4 separate regions of the Mus musculus genome follow, and all the other regions are linked to region 1. The links are chromatin contacts, called in public promoter capture Hi-C maps. All regions are on one chromosome and are shown on one strand. The core of a region is the stretch at or near the end of the contact, and the rest is flanking DNA. Distances in the headings are between cores, read along the strand shown.

Region 1 (2,789 bases), core at 150-2,649:
GCGAGTTTGAGGACAGCCAGGTCTATCTTAAACCAAAATAAACAAAAGCAAAGTAAAAGAGCTAAGAGATAGATTGAAACTCACGGACACAAATCCTTTTCAAAAGCAGGAAATACGCTATGTTTATTATGTTGTGGCAAGTTTGTGCTCCAAGATAAGAAACAGTCTTGTAGAAAAACAACAAAATAAATTAAAAAATAAAAATAAAAATAAATATAAATAAATAAATAAATAGGATCACTTCAAAGGTGGTCCCAGAGCTGGGGAAAGAGACCCAGGCAGAGTCAGAAACTGGAGTCTCCTGCAGCCAGGAGGTCTTCCTACAACAACTTCAGTGCTGTGGGGAGGAGAGACAGGGCAATGTCACACTCGGAAGTGAAACTGAAGCAGGTGCCGAGTCCCCCACCACCACCACACCCCCATCTTCAGTCCCCAGATGATGTCGAAGTTTAAGGCTCTGGAAAAAGCTATCTCACAGGGCCTCTGTTTCTCCTGTAAAGTGGGTTGGGCATGCCCTTTGCCTGAGGGGAAATGCTCAGAACTCTTTCTGCCTTGTGAAGGGGTGATTAGACATCAGGCAGTCTGCTCCCTCAGAGCGTGTGACCCCTCTGATGGAAGGTAGGTGCTGACCTGTGAGAATGTAATGCAGAACCCATGTGATATTTCCTGACAGGCTGCAGGAGTATGCCAGATAGCAAACCTAGGGGCCTCTAAGGGTAGCATGCACGGGGATGGGATGGGTGTGCAGCTTTGCAGGGAAGTGGCAAGGTAGGTGCTCACCGTTACAGCCCAAACGACTGACGGATCCGATCCGGTCTATCTTGTGCCCAAAGCAGCTTGAGATATGTGTCACCTTGGAATTTTGAGGTCTCTGCTGGACCCGGAGGGTGCTGCCTTGAGACCGAAGGACTCTTTTTGGGTGTTCTTTTGTGAGGCCTTGGTCCTTCAAGAGCTGTCTCTGGGCCATTTCCTCCGACTTTTCTCTTATCAGCTCCAGCAGCTTCTGTGATGGATTGGGGAGCCCAGACGTCAGAAACACACACACCTGAATCCCCCATCCTTCCATAGTGCTCATCAGTTAAGAGATATGCTGCCCAATCTTTCAGTTTGCTGACTCTCACATGGCTAATTCCCAAAGGACTCGAGGTCTTTTCATTGCCGCTTCCCAAACCCTTCAGGCAGACCCTCAGTGCTCACCTGCATCTTGAATTGCTCTGGAGACTGGCTAGGACTTCCCAGAGGATAGGAGTGACCTCCCAGCGGTGACAGATAAAGGAAAAGCAGAAACAGAATCATCTGGGACAGCACCTTCAGGAGATCCATGCCGCAGAAGCGATGGGCCAGGCAATGATGCCGTGTTCTCCCTTGTCTCGCCTCCCCAAGCAGCTTGTGCACTGGTGTCTTCAACAACGGTGCCTCTGCCTTTTATACTGGGGCTGAGTGTCCGGCCAGACCTTTTCACGGAGTAGGGGTGGGGTTATCTCTGATTTATCAGCTGCATTCCTGCCGGCTGAGCTCAGGACCTGAGAATTCACCCCTCTGTGCCTGTGTGGAGTATTCATTGTGGGTGGAGGCTGTGGAGAGCAAGCCTTGTATAGAAATGGGCTGGGCTAGGGTGGGGGTGTGCGGAACACACTAACAGTCCTTGCTTCCTGCTCCCTTCTTTCATGCAGAGCCTGAGGGCCTATGACATCCTGCCCCACCCCTATTGGAAATGGCGGGGAGAGCCCCAGCTTTCCCAGCCTGTGGCGAGTGTGGGGCTTATGGCGTGACTCATGGAAAACATTCCCAAACAACACCCACCATCACCAGCCTCCCGGGGAGAGTGTCCTCCAAACCTGTAATCCAGGCCCGGCCTGGCTTCCCAGCACCTAGCTGGACTGCACTACTTCCGGGTACTCTGGTAGCTGTCCGTGGTTCTGATCGCCACACGTGTACTTCACACCAACTTTCAAGCTCTCTCCTCAACCGATTTCCAGGCCAGAAGGAGCTATGTGGCTCACACAATGGTTTTGATACCCACCTTCCAACAACCCCCCTCAAAAACTTGTGAAGATTTCAGCTTGAGGATGCTCACTCTCCAGTGTCAACTGATTAAAAGCTGGGATATGACAAGGAACTTCTGGAATTCCAACCCTCCTTTCTGACCCTTAACAAGAAGAGCTGATTAGGATAGAATTTTGAGTCTGACCCAAAGATGAGGTCACGTAGCCATGCCATCTGGGGCATCATCTCTGGGTGCCAAAGTCTCCTCCCCCACCATGAGTGGAAGAGAAAGTGTGCCTAGACTCCAGACGTGTGGGAAAGGCCTCTCCCCAGCTCTCTCTTAGCTGATCGGCCAACAGTGACGTCTCCCTCACACAACGCACCCAGCCTCCCACTCAGATGAGAATTGAGACTCTGAGGAAGTGAAGCTGAGGCATATACACCCAGGTGTGCGCCCAGTGTCTCTATCCCTTCTGCAGAATCTGTGCTAACAACTGTCAGGTTGGTCAAGGACAATGACCAGGAGTGGCAGTGGGTTAAGGCAGAGATGGAGAAAGGGGATAGTTAGAAGATCATGAGTCCAGAACCAGTCACATTTGGAGAAAGCTGTTAGGTTCTTCTGCAAGCTTCTGGGCCTCTCGGACCCATGTTTGCATGAGATTCTGTGTTCTGACCCAAGGGAAACACACACTCTCTTCTAAGCAATTGTTTAGGAGAGGCAGAGAATGCCTCCATCTCCACTCTTAGCTCAACCCTTCTCCTTGCACATGAATTTGTCTCCTAATCCTAATCCTTCTCACACA
Region 2 (2,700 bases), core at 41-2,540, 150 kb before region 1:
TCAGATTCCCCCATCTTCCAAATGCCAAGGGTTCCCATGTGTTCTTCCTGCCTCAGTGAACACCCCCAACAAACAGACATAGACACACACACACACAATTAATATAGATCTTAAAAAGTAAAAAGCTAGGTATGGTGGCTCACACCTTTGTTTCCAGCACTAGAGAGACTGAGACAGGAGAATTTCTGTGAGTTTCGGGCTAGCCTGGCCTACATAGTGGAGACTCCACACCAGCCAAGACTAAACAAGGAGACAAATAATTAATCATAATATTCTTTTTGGTTTTTTCCCTTTTTTCTTTCTTTTTTTTTTTTTTTCTTTTTTTCTTTCGAGACAGGGTTTCTCTGTATAGCCCTGGCTGTCCTGGAACTCACTTTGTAGACCAGGCTGGCCTCGAACTCAGAAATCCACCTGCCTCTGCCTCTGCCTCCCAAGTGCTGGGATTAGCGACCACTGCCCGGCTAATAAATATTTTTTTAGAGTTTAGGGAGAATGAAAAGAGAAAGAAGGTGACAGACAATGGGAATCCTCTTTATCCAAACCTCAGAAACCCTTTAAAATGCAAGCTTGGAACAGCTCTCATCCAGAGAGCTAACCATCTAACCCAGAGAATTTATCTGAGTTCAGGGAGGGAAGGGCTGGGTGGTGAGAGACAGGAGGCTGTCCGCTATCAGCCTCTGTTGAGGAGTGAGGAAGCTTGCAAGTAGAATAAAGGTTTTTAAATCCAGCCGGGCACCGGGGCTCACCTGAACCGGCACGTTGTACTTCTTGCGCTTCTGGAAGATGCCCACCGGGTAGACCTCGCGCACATAGAGAATCAGGTGCACGGCCACCTCCAGGAACTCGGAGAGCACGTCAGCCACCACTGTGGTGGGGACACAGCTGATGAGCAGGACTCCAACCAGGATCGCACTCCCTCCACCCCCCGCAGGCTCAGATCCCTACCTTGGCCAAAGTTGAGGTCTTGGCGCGTGAGGGTGGTCATCCTTGGCCGCCTGGGGGAGGGCGTGGAGGGTGTCTGTAGGGACTCAAGGCAACCGACCCCGCACGCGGGAAACGCAGCCCGGTCGGGGGAAGCCCCGCCCCCTGAGCAGCCGGATCCCTCTCGGCGGAAATCCCGCCCTCTCTACGCTCCTCCCCGATTCGCCGGCTCCGGTTTCGACCTCAGGTTCCAATCTACGACCGGGCTATAGAAACCACCGTCTGAGACCCCTAACGCGCTACTCCAGAATCCCCTGGCCTCAGTAACCACCGCGGTGCTCCCGCGGTCCCAGCACAACCATAAGCCACGCCTACCCCGGAGCTGTCCAATCAGAACCTCGCCCTGTTGGGAGAGGCGGGGCAGGCTCGGGGGTGGAGCTTAGGGGCGGAGCCCCGCCTGAGCTACAGGAATCTCCAAGGAACGAGCTAAACCGCCTTTGGATTTCAGGTGGGAGCGATCAAGAGATTTCCATGGCCTCTGCGTATGATCGCTGTGTTTTCTCCTCCCGGACATTTCTCTTTAGTAGTTGCAAGTGAGAACCTGCTGCAAGCACAGCTGGGTACCAAGGGAGGGCAGCGACATCTGCTGCTAGTCCAGCGTCAACGTCCCCGGACTCTTAGCTTGCCCAACCGAAAGCGAATCCGCAGGCTTGGGGGCGGGGACAGGGAACGGTAAGAAGCAACCGAGACGCTCCACCCCGACCCGAAACTCAAGTAACATCGGGGCTTGACCTCCCTAGAGAACTAAGTGTCCCATGGTTTCTTCTCAATAGCTGACCTTTGGAAGCTGCAGCCAGTAGGCGCTGGGCTGGGTGTCTGGGAGTTGACTCAATAAATCTTCAGAATACGTGTGGGTTCCTGGCCGTCTTTTTTTTCTGCGGACGAGCCTAATGAGGACTTGTCTGTGTCGTGAGCAAGCGGAGGGGGCGGGCAGCAGTGCTGCTCCAGGGTCCTTCCTGTAGAGGTACGGACTCAATTCCAGAGGAGTCGAAAGGGCCTCAGATCATTTTAATAGTATGAAAATTATATCCATTATACGGAACCCTTTTATATTACAAACCCTGAATTCTATTTATTTAATGTGCGTAGGTGTTTTGTCTGCATCTATGTCTGGGCAGTATGTGACTGCTTGGTGCAGGTGAAAGCCAAAAGAGGGCGTCAGATCTCCTGAAACTATAGCTACAGATGATTGTGAACCACTATATAGGTGCTACAAATTGAAACCACCATTCACCACCCAGTACCCTACCTCTCACTTCCTCGGGAAGAGCAGCCAGTGGTCTTAACCACTAAGCCATCTCTCCACCTCCCCAAACTCTGATTTATATTAATTCCTTTATTAGCCCTAGGAGCTAAGTATTGCCTTCACAGCCCAACTTTATAGATGTACAATAGGCTCAGGAACGTTCCTTCTTTCACCAAAGCCTCACGGATGCAATATGTTCTGACGCTAGGTGAGAATTCAGCTTAACTCACACCCTTCTGTTTAACTGAAAGAAAATCTGAGGTTAGAGAAATGGTCTGGAGTTAGGGGTGACATGGCAGGCCTAGAAGCCAAGAGAATTTAAAGAAGTGGTTCAATGTGTGGGCTTCAACCCCTTTGGGGTCAAATGACTCTTTCCCAGGGGTGGCATATCAGATATTCTGCATATCAGATATTTACAATTCCTGACTGTTGTGAAATTGCAGTTATGAAGTAGCAATGAAAATAATTTTATG
Region 3 (3,012 bases), core at 161-2,660, 170 kb before region 1:
GTCAGACACTGGAAAGCTGACTCGGGATTTCCCCTCTCTTTAGAGCACACAGTGAGTCCTCCATCAGCCATGGTGAATTGTATACACACACACACACACACACACAGAGAGACAGACAGACAGACAGACAGACAGACAGACAGACAGACAGACAGCGTACTTTCCCCACATTTCTGATGTGTTTTGGTCACATTTTCATATGTAGGGGTTTACTCCTTCATTGGCAATGAGAAAACGGGTGCAGAGGGTCCTAGCATTTCTTCCAGGTTCCACCACAGGACATCATCAAGCAGAAGGAAAAACAATTGTCTGTCCTGCTTCCAACAGCTCTGGAGAGCTGGGCCCAACGTCCTCACCTCTCTACCATCACCCAGCCCTGCCCTGGCCCCAGCAGATACCTGATGCTCCCCGGAAAGGTGCACCTCACCCAGTCCTCTCTCCTGGCCCCTAGGCCTGGCATTGAGGCCCCAGATCGGATTACAGCCCCCCCCACCTGCTCCCTTGCACACAACTTGCCACATTGTTGCTGTAGGAAAGTTATCTAGCCATGGATGCTGACCCCAAGCTGACTCACTCACCTGGATTGGGCCCCTGAGCCCAGGGACTTCCTGGGAGCAGGAAGAAAACGGTAGCCTATTCTGGGGCCCTGTGGATGATGTTGAAGCCAGGCACCGACTGAGAGTGAGGACTTGGGAGTAGGAGGGAAGACTGGCCACCTCTGTTCCCTCACCTCCTCCCCTAAAGAGTGAACACTCCGAGCTGAGCATAGTTAGTGAGGAAGGGATAAGAGTCAAGGCAGGCAGGTCTGACTCAGCAAGCAGCCCCCTACAGGCCCAGCAGGGAGCCGGAGGGCAGAAGGGGTGGGGTCTTTGGTGCCAGAAAAGATGACTGGGCAATCCTTGAGGACCCAGAGCTTCTGCCAAAAGCAGCCTTCCTCACCCCTAGCCTGGTTCCCACGGAACAGCCCCGCTACTCCAATACAAGACGGCCCCTCCAGAGAAGGGAGTCCCTCAGGAAGCTAGGATGGAGGCAGGATAAAGTTTGTAAACCCTAGGACCCCGCGGGGACTCCGGAGGCTCAAGAGGCAGGGAGGGCAGCGCTAGCAAATGGAAGAAGTTCATGGAAGCAAAAGCTTGCAAGAACCCGGCTCTCAAACCCCAGGAAGTCTGGAGCCTGAGATGCCAGAGTCCTCCGATGCCATTTTGGAGACCCAGGCGTCCTCCTCCCTCCACACCACGACACCAGGCAGAAACCTGCTCCCTAGACTATCTCTAGGGTTTTCCTGGCGCGAAAGTTTGAGCGCCTTCTGCGGCGCTGGTCCGCCCTGTCTCCCGAGTCTGTATCTAGCGGGGCCAGCAGCGGATACCTGGATCACCATCTCCATCCATCGCTGCGGTGCTGTCAAGAGAGAAGAGCCTGAGCGCTGCGGGTGGCGAGTCCTGGAGCTGCCCGCGTCAGCCGGGCCCGCGCCGCCGCGCCTCTTAAAGGCCCCGTGCGCCCCGCCTCTGGCCCCCGGCTAAGGGCTGGGAGTCCTGTACCCCCCCACCCCCACCCCCCGCCCCGTAACCCAAGGTGCGGCTTCCGGGAGGAGCCTGGGACTGGAGAGGGGCAGGGACAGCTACAGAATGGGTGGGCTTCTAGTGTGCCTGGAGGATGACTGCAGGAGGACATATGGAGTCGGACTACTGGGGAGTAGAGGGTGCTGGCGCCGAGCCCAGTGGAGTTGGGGGTATCGGAGCTTTCCTCCTCCCCAACCCCCCAGGTAATTTTCCTACGCTGTGATGGGGGCGAATCCGGGGAGTGCGCGGGTGAGGCGGGGCCTGAAGGAATGGTGGGCGGGGCCTTGAGGGCAGTGGGCGGGGCCGCATCGTGAACCAACTCTGGCAGAAAGGCGCAGTTCCAGTACCCAGCGTTGTGGGGCAGCCGGACTAAAAGCTGGTGACGGAGAAAATGGGGTGGGGCGTGGGGCGTGGTCTGACAAACAGTGGGCGGGTCGCACCCCGGGCCTCCATTGGTCCGTAAGGCTCATCCCCAGGATCCAAGGGTATGGCGCAGCGCGACCAAAAGTAGTTGACAAGGAGAATGGGGAGGGAGAGGGGCCAGTGTTGTGGGATGGGGATGGGGCGGGGTCTGATGAGTAGTAGGCGGGGCTGTGTCTTGGGTGCTGTTCTCCAACGTAACCCGGCTAAGAGCAGGTGACAGAAGGAGGGGAGCAGTGAGCGCCCCAGCAAGGAGACGTTTGGCGGGCAGTAGGCAGGTCTGCCTTCCGGGCCACGCAGGCTCGGGCTGTACAGCCCCACGGCCTGGCAGGATCGCTCAGCGCGACGGATCGCAGGTGACTGCGGGAGGGGGAGCGCCCAGTTCGGGGACTGAGGCACAGTGGGCAGAGACCTAGAGGGGAGGGGGGGGGCGCGCGCGCTCTGCGATCATGAGGGCCTAGCGCCTTTAAGGCCCAGGCCTCAGGCTTTCTCCCCTCCCCTCCCCCCACTGTACTGTGAGGCTTCGAAGAACTGGGCTATGGACGCCATCGGTGCTCAGAGATCTGAATCTGGTCTTGAGCAAGGTAGCCCGTTTTAGAGCCAAGCATAAATGGGAGACTGCAGGGGGCCGGGGCGGGTGGGGGGGGTGCGGGAGGGAGATAGGAAGGCTCTTTTCCACTCGTACATCTTTCCTCAGGCTCAGGTAAACGGGTCATATTCTCTGAGATCTTAAGAACGTCACTGAGCCCTTTGTACTCCGTGACCGGTCCTGAGGGCCAGTGATAACCCCCGATCATCATCTCTGTCCCTTTCCCCGTGTGGGGGATGGGGAGGAAATGAAGAGTGGCAAGCTGGAGGGCTCACAAGGCCTCCCATTGTTACCCTCCTCTTAAAAGACTGCTGGCCTATTGAAAATGGCTGGCTCTACCTTCAGTGAGAGCCGGAGCTGCCTCCCCTCCTCTCCTGTTTGTGTGACCTTGGGAAGGTCCCTGGGCGTCCTTAGAGGCTGTTCTTAGGTGCCCGGGTTGGGGGA
Region 4 (2,874 bases), core at 291-2,790, 140 kb after region 1:
AGTTCTGTCAAATGTGGTCCTGTTTATCACTGGCCCATCATATTCTCTCTCTCTCTCTCTCTCTCTCTCTTCCTCTCCCTCTCCCTCTCTCTCTCTCTCCAGGGTTTCTTTCCCTTTGTATCCCTAGAATTTGTTCCAGGTTGTTCTAGAATTAGTTCTGGGGACCAGACTGGCCTCAACCTGAGTGAGTGATCTGCTACCACTGTTTCATAGTGCTGGAGTTAAAGGCATGTACCATCATATGCTGCTAAACTAGCCTATCACTTCCAACCCAGTCTCTCCTGCAAGGAGGACTGACCAGTCAGAACTCTCCGATTCTAATTTCTGCCCCGAGGAATGGCAGCCTTTTTCCTTCTCCAAGCTTGTGATTCCTGGGACAATTGCAGTTTCAGCCATCCTAGGAAGCCATCCTCAGCCCTCAGGTGCTGGCCACAGGGAAATCCCTGGTCACCCACAGCCCTTCTTCCTCTCTATGGACAGAACTCTGAGTCCTAAAAAGGTAAGAAGATGCATCCTCCATGTGTTCACAGAGAGGCAAAGGCAAAAAGCCTGGGGAATGTTCAACAAGGATGAACTCAGTGGCTTATCTTTTATGGGACGATCTTGAGTTTAGAACAGGCTAGAGCACAGGAAGGAAGAGCTGAGGAGGGTCTCCACATCTCCCCCATTGCAGACATTTCCTAGTTATAATGTCCAGCGTACAACCTTCCATGCGACTACCATGATTTCACAGGAAGCCAGTAAAGTCATTCACACTTTGGCCAAGCCTTGACTCTTCCACAGGCTGGCACTACAAGGTTCCTTTCTGCAGTCCTGGCTGTTCTAGAATTCTCTCTATAGATCAAGTTGGCCTCAAGGTCAAGCGATCCCTCTACCTATGCTAAACCATGTCTGCCTTCATTTCTCGTTCTTGATGCTGGACAGAGACCCCATCACTCCTCCATCATGTATTGTCGCTGAGGCCATTTCAGGTTTAACTAGAATTTGATTTCCTTGATCAAGAATTCTAGGAAAATTACTCAACTCCACTTCTAGGAACCCAAGGTCAGGATATCCTTGCTAACTTATCTCAACCTGTTTGTGCTGGAACCCCCTCTGGCTAACTGCTTATCTTAGCTTCTACTAGAGACTGCTTGTTTCTGTGAGGATTCTACTTTGGTTGCCAGATGTAAAAATCTGGAGCTAGGGCACTCAGTGCCCTCGGCAGCTCAGCTCACTCTCCAGTGTACGTATTGAAGAGAGACTGTGGGGTAGAGTTATCGTCCTATGAACCTCTGTACGCTAATCCTGATTTTTGCTGGAAATAGACCAACTCAACAATTTTGAACCAAATTTAAAGCAGGCATTTATTAAATATTAAATACTGACCAAGAGACAGACCTGGGTCAGTAAAATTCCCCCGGAATTTGCCAGCGCGAACGGCCTCAGTCACGTGTTACAGCGGTTTCTTTTTAGATATTCAACTAGACCACCGTACTTTCCCATGAGCCTTTGTTATTTCCAAAGAACTACAATTCCCAGCATTCCAGGAACTTACGTAGTTCCGGGGCAGAGGAGGCTTCCAGGTTAATTTTGAGAATTACAGATGCAAGCTCTCCACCTTGATTTCAGGAGGAAGAAGGGGAAGTTAGTAGTGGGTGGTCTGAGGGACGCTCAGGCAAGGTCCTAAGTCTCGACATGGTGAGTACAGGGTCACTGCCCATATCGGGGAGGAGCAGGCGGATGAACCTGGGGAGCTGGTGTGGTGGGTTCTCCTCGGGACTGGGTGGTAAGCGGAGGCCAGATGTGGCCACCTGTGGGGTCTGTTTTAGTTCTAGTCATTCCCTGGACCCGGTAGTGGGCTCTGAATAACGTCACTATCCGGACTGCTTCTGCGCCAAGCATTTGGAGTAAGGACTTGTGTGCAGGATCATCCTTGGCAAGATGCCAAACTCGAAGAGACCTGGTTTCTCACAGTATCTTCTACAACTTTTTTCCTTTAGCATTTAACGTTTAGTTGTAAGGTCCATTTGGAGTTCATTTTGTGGCGGTTGTAAAAGGTGTCTCACGTGTTGGGTAACACTACAATGTTAATCTGTGATGTAGAAGAATAGGATTTATGATGTAAAGGAATTGCAGTGCTTAGGAGAGGGTAAGTCACACCACATAGAATTTAGATAAGTGAGGATGCCATCTAAAACACCCTACAGATGGGTACTATGCTAACCATGTCTGTTAGATAGGATGCTAGGATACACATTTTTGTTCACTAGGATTGTCCAGAAATATGGCTGAAGAGCAGAACAAAGGAGACAAACCAGATTTACAACCAGCTGCTAGGCCATTCCCATTGATAAGTTATTTGTTCTCTGCTGCTCAAATGAGCCAGTTCAAGCCAGCTTGGATTATATTAAATGTCAGTTTATTGGGAAGCCGCTCTTGTTCACTGGCCCCAAGGACCGAGGTCAAGGAAGTTACCATGGTGAGAGAGGGAGGCAGAGAAAGAGAAAGCAGGCAGGGGACAGAGAGAATAGGAGAAAAAGAGAAAGTGAGAAGAGAGCAAGAGAGAGAGAGAGAGAGAGAGAGAGAGAGAGAGAGAGAGAGAGAGAGAGAGAGAGAGAGAGAGATTGCAACATGAGCAAGACTACACTGTTGTCAATTTCTTGCAAAGGAACAACTCTGTAGTGTTGAGGGCTGTTTTTTTTTTTTTTTTTCAAGTAAGGCTTTCCATGTGATGGGGGGGGGTGGGGAGAGAGAGAGAGAGAGAGAGAGAGAGAGAGAGAGAGAGAGAAAGATTTTGAATTAGTCAGTGTGGAGAGGAGTTTTGAGTCAGAACAGCTGAGTTGACCAGCCAGCAAGAGTTCAGGAAAATCTAGGAAAGGCGAGCTTATTCAG

The links. Promoter capture Hi-C pulls out the DNA fragments that hold promoters and counts their contacts. Capture Hi-C pulls out chosen DNA fragments and counts their contacts.
Region 2: a promoter capture Hi-C map of adipose tissue shows a contact between it and region 1. The contact joins the promoter of Mad2l2 here to the promoter of Nppb in region 1. A contact is called at or near these places in 1 of 484 Hi-C or Micro-C datasets (embryonic stem cells), 1 of 115 datasets of contacts at active chromatin or transcription factors (embryonic stem cells) and 3 of 9 other capture datasets (adipose tissue, liver and pancreatic islet).
Region 3: a contact with region 1 is called in a promoter capture Hi-C map of pancreatic islet. The contact joins the promoter of Fbxo2 here to the promoter of Nppb in region 1. A contact is called at or near these places in 3 of 39 promoter capture datasets (embryonic stem cells, pre-B cells and stem cell-derived epiblast-like cells), 1 of 484 Hi-C or Micro-C datasets (embryonic stem cells), 2 of 115 datasets of contacts at active chromatin or transcription factors (embryonic stem cells and extraembryonic endoderm stem cells) and 2 of 9 other capture datasets (liver and pancreatic islet).
Region 4: a contact with region 1 is called in a promoter capture Hi-C map of macrophages, with 5 read pairs. The contact joins the promoter of Zfp933 here to the promoter of Nppb in region 1. A contact is called at or near these places in 2 of 39 promoter capture datasets (cranial neural crest and macrophages) and 1 of 9 other capture datasets (pancreatic islet).

The regions. Positions count from the first base shown.
Region 1 is chr4:147,984,510-147,987,298 of GRCm38.p6, reverse strand. Nppb (natriuretic peptide type B) reads right to left here and starts at 1,399. Exons shown (of 3, transcript NM_008726.6): 1 at 1,198-1,399; 2 at 781-1,003; 3 at 94-337. The coding sequence starts at 1,323. The coding sequence ends at 321.
Region 2 is chr4:148,139,080-148,141,779 of GRCm38.p6, reverse strand. It overlaps Mad2l2 (MAD2 mitotic arrest deficient-like 2), which reads right to left and starts at 1,290. Exons shown (of 8, transcript NM_027985.3): 1 at 946-1,290; 2 at 747-865. The coding sequence starts at 985.
Region 3 is chr4:148,159,066-148,162,077 of GRCm38.p6, reverse strand. It overlaps Fbxo2 (F-box protein 2), which reads right to left and starts at 1,410. Exons shown (of 6, transcript NM_176848.1): 1 at 1,367-1,410. The coding sequence starts at 1,388. Fbxo44 (F-box protein 44) reads left to right here and starts at 1,984. Exons shown (of 6, transcript NM_173401.5): 1 at 1,984-2,335.
Region 4 is chr4:147,847,084-147,849,957 of GRCm38.p6, reverse strand. It overlaps Zfp933 (zinc finger protein 933), which reads left to right and starts at 1,540. Exons shown (of 4, transcript NM_198619.3): 1 at 1,540-1,680. The coding sequence starts at 1,678.